Regions from separate parts of the Mus musculus genome. Here region 2 is linked to region 1. A link is a contact called in public ChIA-PET data. All regions are on one chromosome and are shown on one strand. The core of a region is the stretch at or near the end of the contact, and the rest is flanking DNA. Distances in the headings are between cores, read along the strand shown.

The links. ChIA-PET counts read pairs in DNA pulled down with a chosen protein or histone mark.
Region 2: a contact with region 1 is called in an RNA polymerase II ChIA-PET map of memory CD8 T cells, with 14 read pairs. The contact joins two enhancer-like sites. A contact is called at or near these places in 1 of 115 datasets of contacts at active chromatin or transcription factors (memory CD8 T cells) and 3 of 9 other capture datasets (adipose tissue, liver and pancreatic islet).

The regions. Positions count from the first base shown.
Region 1 is chr11:83,638,997-83,642,581 of GRCm38.p6, reverse strand. No RefSeq gene overlaps it. Among named protein-coding and RNA genes, the nearest start is that of Ccl3, 8.6 kb to the left of the region's middle. Within about 2 kb of position 2,166, at least 120 of the 459 cell types and tissues checked have an H3K27ac peak or open chromatin away from gene starts, as enhancers often do. A contact at or near this core is called in memory CD8 T cells, where this site is marked.
Region 2 is chr11:83,788,127-83,791,347 of GRCm38.p6, reverse strand. No RefSeq gene overlaps it. Among named protein-coding and RNA genes, the nearest start is that of Gm38934, 21 kb to the left of the region's middle. Within about 2 kb of position 1,882, at least 133 of the 459 cell types and tissues checked have an H3K27ac peak or open chromatin away from gene starts, as enhancers often do. A contact at or near this core is called in memory CD8 T cells, where this site is marked.

The sequences.
Region 1 (3,585 bases), core at 917-3,416:
GCTATTTAGAGTTATTATTTTGTGGATAATGGTGCCAAATACAGCATGTGAATTCGACCAGGAGATACCGGAGTAGGGAGACTGAAAGTAGTGGCAAAGACCTTCCCTTCTAGGTAAAAGTAGGACTTAATCTTATCAATTGCCTCATTCTGAGGATAAATTAATAACTAGAATGGAGTTATTAATCAAACCACAGTGTTCCAAGAGTAAATTAATAACTAGGATGAAACAAGCAGCCAGGCTAGATTTACTAGATCATCACACAGTAATCTAACATCTGAGCTGTGGGGCTCAGATACCAAGGAAGTACAGTTTACCTAGGCCCAGCCTAGGATTTTTTTTTTCAGTACCACACAAGAGAGAGGCTGAGAGAGAAAACCATCTTGAGAGAGATTCATTCATTCAGACCATTCTATACTTCAGCCAGGTTCATATTCACGGTAGAGTGCTCTTCATTTCTCAGGCTGTTAGCTGTTTTAAGGAGGAAGCCAATCAATCCAACCTAAATCAGAGGCTTGAGCTAATGAACCCTGACTGTCAGGTACAAAGTGGGCCATGGCCCTAGGTAACGAAGATGTTGCTGCCCAGCAAGAATCACATCTTCCTCAGATGTGCTTCCAGAGAGGCTGCCAGTGCCTACCACAGGTCCATGAGTCCTTTTCTTGTATATGTTCAGGGAAGAGTGTGATGTTGTTGTTGTTGTTGTTGAGGAAAAAAAATCTTTGCATTCTTCTAAATTTGATTTCCTAACAAAGTACTGGTGATGGGTTTTGCTATTCTCTTAGATAAATCAAGGTACATATGTCTACATAACTGCATATCAATTTAAAGTTGGAGAAATGCAAGGAAGGCTGATAGCCCAAAGGAAATACAGGCTTCTGTATTTGGGGAGGGATGTAGCATAGACTGAGGTGTGGGCTATTGATTTTCTTTGTTGGTATATGAAGGGCATTCACATTTTGTATGTGATGTGTATTTCTTCTCCTTTGCTCTGTAGATTAGAAAAGTTCAGCCATCTGAGGGCCCTTTATCTTGGAGGTGTCGACTTGTGTACTTCCTGTTGCACCATACAGAACTATCTTCCAAATCTGACACTAAATAGACATTACTACTCTTTACCGTGTTGAAGTAACCACCAGAAAAATGGAACTACACACCCACAGTGGAACCCATGCAGGGGGCAGAGCCAGTCTGTTACCCACACCACCCACCTCCACTGGCAGACAATGGGGGGTTGGGAGAGGGAGAGAATGTAAAACAGTGAATCACTGGTAAAGAGTGGCCATATTGAGGAACACAGGGGAATCCTTCAGTAGTGAACACACAGATGGGACCCATCAGCTTAGGAGTCCCCTTTTCTGGAAGCAGCATCAAATAATAATAATAATAATAATAATAATAATAATAATAATAATAATAATAATAAATTTAAAAAAATATTGTGTAAGATTCATCAGATCGTCAGAGCTTGGCTGGGTAGGTCTTGCTTAAAATGAGCTAATTTGCATTTCGGGGTTTTCAAATGTATTCTCATGATGTAAACGTTTCTCATGTCATCACACCATTTGTAAAGACTAAGGGATGTTTCTACATAGATGACTAAATTACATCCAATTAAAAATTGATGTAAATTTCCTGGAGATGAAACGTGTGTGCATATGACCTCACCACCCTCCCCTAATGCTACCCCCCTGGGAGGGATTGGATTTTTCTGGATAGGAAATAAATTCTTAGGTACAAACTTCCTTGTTCAAAGGCTAACAACATTTTCAGATTAGTTAGGCTTAGCCCGTTATACTTAGCTCCCATATCTGATGTGCCTTAGTGCCATTTGACTAGTGTACTTCCTGAAGAATCTCTCAGGAAGAAACGGGGTCTCGAAGGCTGATTGTACGCTCCTCGCTTGCTCGCTGAGCCCGTTGCTGGTACTGCTCTAATCGTCTAAGGACTCTGGCAACTGAGTGTCTGCCCACACTCCAGAGGCCCTGGGTGAAATCATTTGGGTTTTCACCGTCCAAGAGTTGTGGCAGCTTCATTTATTCACATCTGTATAATTAGAACAGCTGTGGAATAGATCAGAAGTTTCTGCTTTGTAGAGGAAACCATGACTAGTGAGAAGGAGCCCTCGAAGTGTGACTCTAGGATGACACTACCATTTCAGCAACTCGTGCTGTAGAAACCACTTCCCTGTAAACAGCCCGAGCTGAGAGAGCACCTGACCTATTCTTGCGGATATGCTGAGCCCCGTGGTTACCCAAGACCCCTCTTGCATGTACCAGTCAACAGGACACAGCTGTACTAAATACTTCCTCTCCAGTCAACTCCCCCCCCACCACCACCACCACCAGTTCCCACCTCCCCACAGCCCAGGGTCTACATACTAAGACTAAGATGTAGCTTGGCCCCATGAAGGATGCTGGCAAGTGAGTGCCTGGGCCCCATCTCATTCTGCCCACACTCTGAGACCCTAGCTATTCTCCTCCCTTGCCCCATCTTTGTTCCTGGACCTGCTTGAGTCTGTTTTCGATTGTGGTTCTTGTCTCTTGTCAGAATACATCACCAAATACTGCAGACAAAAGTAACCACGTGAAACAACTTCACAAGGGATTTTCAATATGCCTTAAGCTATGTTGTGTGTGTGTGTGGGGGGGGGGTGCTCCTTAGCTTCCTATTTTTATATAGTTCAGAAGAAGGGTTGAGTCCTCTCCTATTTGGGAAACGGGGAAACTGAACATGTTTCAACAAGAGGTAGAATCCTACAACACTTGCTTCCAGCAGCCATCCTAGCGCTGAAGGTCCCCCAGTCTGTGTCACAGGTGAGCAGCAGGGTTGGTGTCTTAGACTGACTAGAGTTCCTCAGTAGAGCAGGAACAAGAGACAGACTAGTCACTAAGTGGCATTTCCTGCAGGGGGAGATAGTGGCCAACTGTAAAGTAGAAAAAGAAATGGAAGGGGCAGGATGACTGAAAAACAATCTCCAACTGCTTTCCAGTTCTCCGCAGGGGTAAGGACCCCTGGGCAGCACTCTCTCAGTCTACATTTTCTCTGATTTTATCATTGGTTTTAAAAATATGGAGGTGACTTGTCTGTTTCTATGAAAACTCCCTTTGACTCAGCCTGTGCCTTCCCTCAGAATTAGCCCAGACCTCCAAGAATTTGTGGCCTTTTCTGTGAACACACTCCCACCCTCAGCTGGCCCCTAGCAAGTCAGAAAGTGACTACCATGAGAGAAATAGGCAGTGTCAGGTAAAACCAGTCTTTCTGTCCATCTCTGGAAGGGAATGTAAAGTCACGAGGAACTGGTAGGAGAATCTGAAAAGGCCCACAGGGTGGCTGTGGTCACTCTTGGGGAGTCCTGACCTTTGAGAGTGCCCAGAGAGGCATGCCCTGGGAGCAGCAGAGCGTCATGGAGGAGCTGCCTCTGCAGAGGAAGAGGAGGCTGGCTTATGAGACCATCAGCACCACCCCTGTCACCATGGAAACATCTGGGGAGGGCAGGTTGAGGAGTCAGGCCTGAGAATTAGAATGACCCTGAGCCTAGCTTCCCAAGTCAGATGGGGTGCAGAGAAGGGTGAACCCAGAAAT
Region 2 (3,221 bases), core at 633-3,132, 150 kb before region 1:
CACAGCCCAGGGGACCTGATGCCCTCTTCTGGCCTTCCTGGCCTCGCACATAGTACATAGATACACATTCAGAACACTCAGACATGTAAAAATTAAAAAGAAAAAAAAGACAAAATTACCCATTGTCTCAGCTTGCAGAAATAACCTTCTAATACAATGGAAAAAAAACTCTTTGCAAACTGTCAATTGTTGTTATAATATATATGTATATAAATGTGTGTATATACATTATTATATTACATTAATACACACACACACACACACACACACACACACATATATATATATATATATATATATATATATATATATATATATATATATATATTACTTTTTTCCTTAACACTATAGTCCAAGCATAGTCCCCCCTTTTTAAAGTTTATAAACGGCATCTCACTGAATAGTCCTGGAACCCTCTATGTAAATCAGGCTAGCCTTGAACTCACAGAGATCCTGCCTGCTCCTGCTTACAGAGTACTGGGATTAAAGGTGTGCACTATCATGCCTGGCAATTTAAAAATTTTCTATATCTAAACCATTCTCTAACATTGTTAAAGTAGAGAAACCTATATAAAGAGTTTAACCCAGCTGTTGGTCTGCCTTTGATTTCATCTTGTCAAACACAATGAAGTGTGTGTTCACCCACATGTCTTGGTCTCCATTCCTGGAGAAGGCTGGACAAAGTATTTCTGGGTTGGAGGCTTTTTTTTTTTTTTTAATTTATTTTTTTGCATTGGGATGCTGGCAGGCTTTTCTCAGAAGGATGGAACCTGAGTTTCTTCAGATCTAAAGGTCGTGGCAGGATACATTCTGTATGCACGTGGGGCTGGGGCTGGGGCTGGAAATGGCTCAGACTCCGAGGCTTTGGCCAGTCCATCACCTTCATCATTTCATGCTGACACAAAGCAAAACAACGCAACAACACAAAACCAACCTTCTCAGAAGTCCTATCCTGTCTCCTGTTACAGCTTGGAGAGTGTCTGTCATCAGGCACATTCTGGGAGACTTTCCCTTTATCTAAAGGGGTCAAGAGAGACTTCTGGAAAAGCACCTGTCATGGCCCAAGATGATTCTGGGTCAGCTGATTGAGGGAAGGTTTGGAAAAGCTTCCTGGCTTGGGGAAAAAGGTGGTGCCCACTATGCTACCTGCAGTCTACTTAGCATATCAGACCCCAAGCATCATGCCTGCCCTGTGTTACAGAGAGCACTATTACATAGGACACCAAGGGGGGGGGGGAGAAAGAGAGAGAGAGAGAGAGAGAGAGAGAGAGAGAGAGAGAGAGGCAGAGAGAGCAGAGAGAGCGAAACAGAGACACAGGGAGAGACAGAGTGTGTGTGTGTGAGAGAGAGAGAGAGAGAGAGAGAGAAAGAGAGAGGCAGAGAGAGCAGAGAGAGCGAAACAGACACAGGGAGAGACAGTGTGTGTGTGTGTGTGTGTGTGTGTGTGTGTGTGTGAGAGAGAGAGAGAGAGAGAGAGAGAGAGAGAGAGAGAGAGAGAGAGATGTTTGGAAAAGTTTGTGGGTAAACTGTGCCAAGCCTGATGACCTAAGTTAGATCCCTGGGATTCACAAGGTGGGAGAGAGCTATCCTCTATACATTGTCCTCTGACCTGTGCAAGCGTACTTTTAAGCTCTCCCTCCCCTAAGCAAAACTGATATTAACAAGCTCTATGCTTTAAGAAATAGCCCTGCCCCAAATCCCTGTAATTTACTCCCCATCCAAGCTCCATTCAAGCAGCAAGCAGCTGTGTCATCTGCTCTGCTTCCCAGCCCCACTTGAACCTGCGCTGCCTTCAATGCTAGCTAGCATAAGCTTCACTTAGACGCTTCAGGGAGCCAGCATCGGGCATTGACAGGAAGGCGCATGCGTCCCGACCGTGATCTGAGCATGTTACTCAGAAGTTTCGTAATCTGTGAGTCACAAAACAGGAAGGATAACATTTGCCTCACTGTTAAGTATTGTTCTCAGATGACACGATGCTAGCGAAACTGCCTCATGTATAGAAGATACTCAGGAAATGCATCAAGAATCGATGAGCCCCTCCCAGATGACTGGGGCTCGCGTTCCCTTGTCTCCAGCCCCTTACCACTCCCCTTTTCTATACTCTTGCCTTGCCATGCTTGTGAGGCAGGGCCAAAAGCTCAAGAGATTCTTCTGGTACCTTCTCTGGCACCTTACATACCGTTCTTGTTCAAAGCATTAAGCGTAACCAAGGGTGTTGCTTTTTTTTTTTTTTTTCTTTACATTCATTCCAGGGTGGAAGGTTGTCTCACTGCACGAGAGACATGTTATCCTACAGGTGTCACGACCACCCCCAAATCCAGCCTTTCAGACCAGAGCTCCCTGAACCCATGCCCCCTACAAGCTAAGGCTCAGAGAAGAGCGATGCTTCTCCACTTTGGGCTTCTTAGCCCTCCAGGGCACATTTTCCAAAGCATGAGATATGTTGGGTTGTCATAGTTAGGGGGATTCTTCCTGGCGTCTGGTTAAGTAAGGGGTTTGAGATGTTGACAAACATCCCACAGTGCACCTACAAGGAACCAGCCTGCCCGAGGAATTAACAGTGCCATGGTTGAAAACCTTGACTTAGAGGGGCCCTTCCATAAGGTCAGGGCAAAGCTCTGCTCACAGCCCTCCCCACCCATGGTTCCTAAACCCCTCCTCTTTATGGTGGGGGGACAAGGCCAGGAAGGCCCCACATCCCAGTTACCACGCTCAGCCTCCTCCTGTTTCCACCTGCTGTTCTGCTCTGTTACCTCCTGCCCCTCTAAGATAGCCTGTGTGTCCTACGTGCCACCTGCTGTACAGCTCTGTGGTCACCCCAAGGGTCACCCCCGCCTGCCTCTGCTCAAAGGTTGTCTTCCCAGGGAGAACTTCCTTCACACCTCGTGCCAAACTATAATCTGCCCAGAGCTTTCTGTCCGGCCATGATCTGTTTTTCCTTGCCTCTGGCCCCCGAGACCCCAGGTCACTGACGGTATTAGCTTACCGTCCTGATCAAGTGTGATATCTGCAGGACTTTTTTTTTCCTTGTTCCCTGATATTTTCTTCTGCTTGATTCTTTTTCTTTTCTTTTCTTTTTCTTTTTTATTTTTGAGACAGGGTTTCTCTGTGTAGCCCTGGCTGTCCTGAAACTCACTCTGTAGACCAGGCTGGCTTTGAACTCAGAAATCTGCCTGTCTTTGTCTCCTAAGTGCTGGAATTAAAGGCATGCACCACCA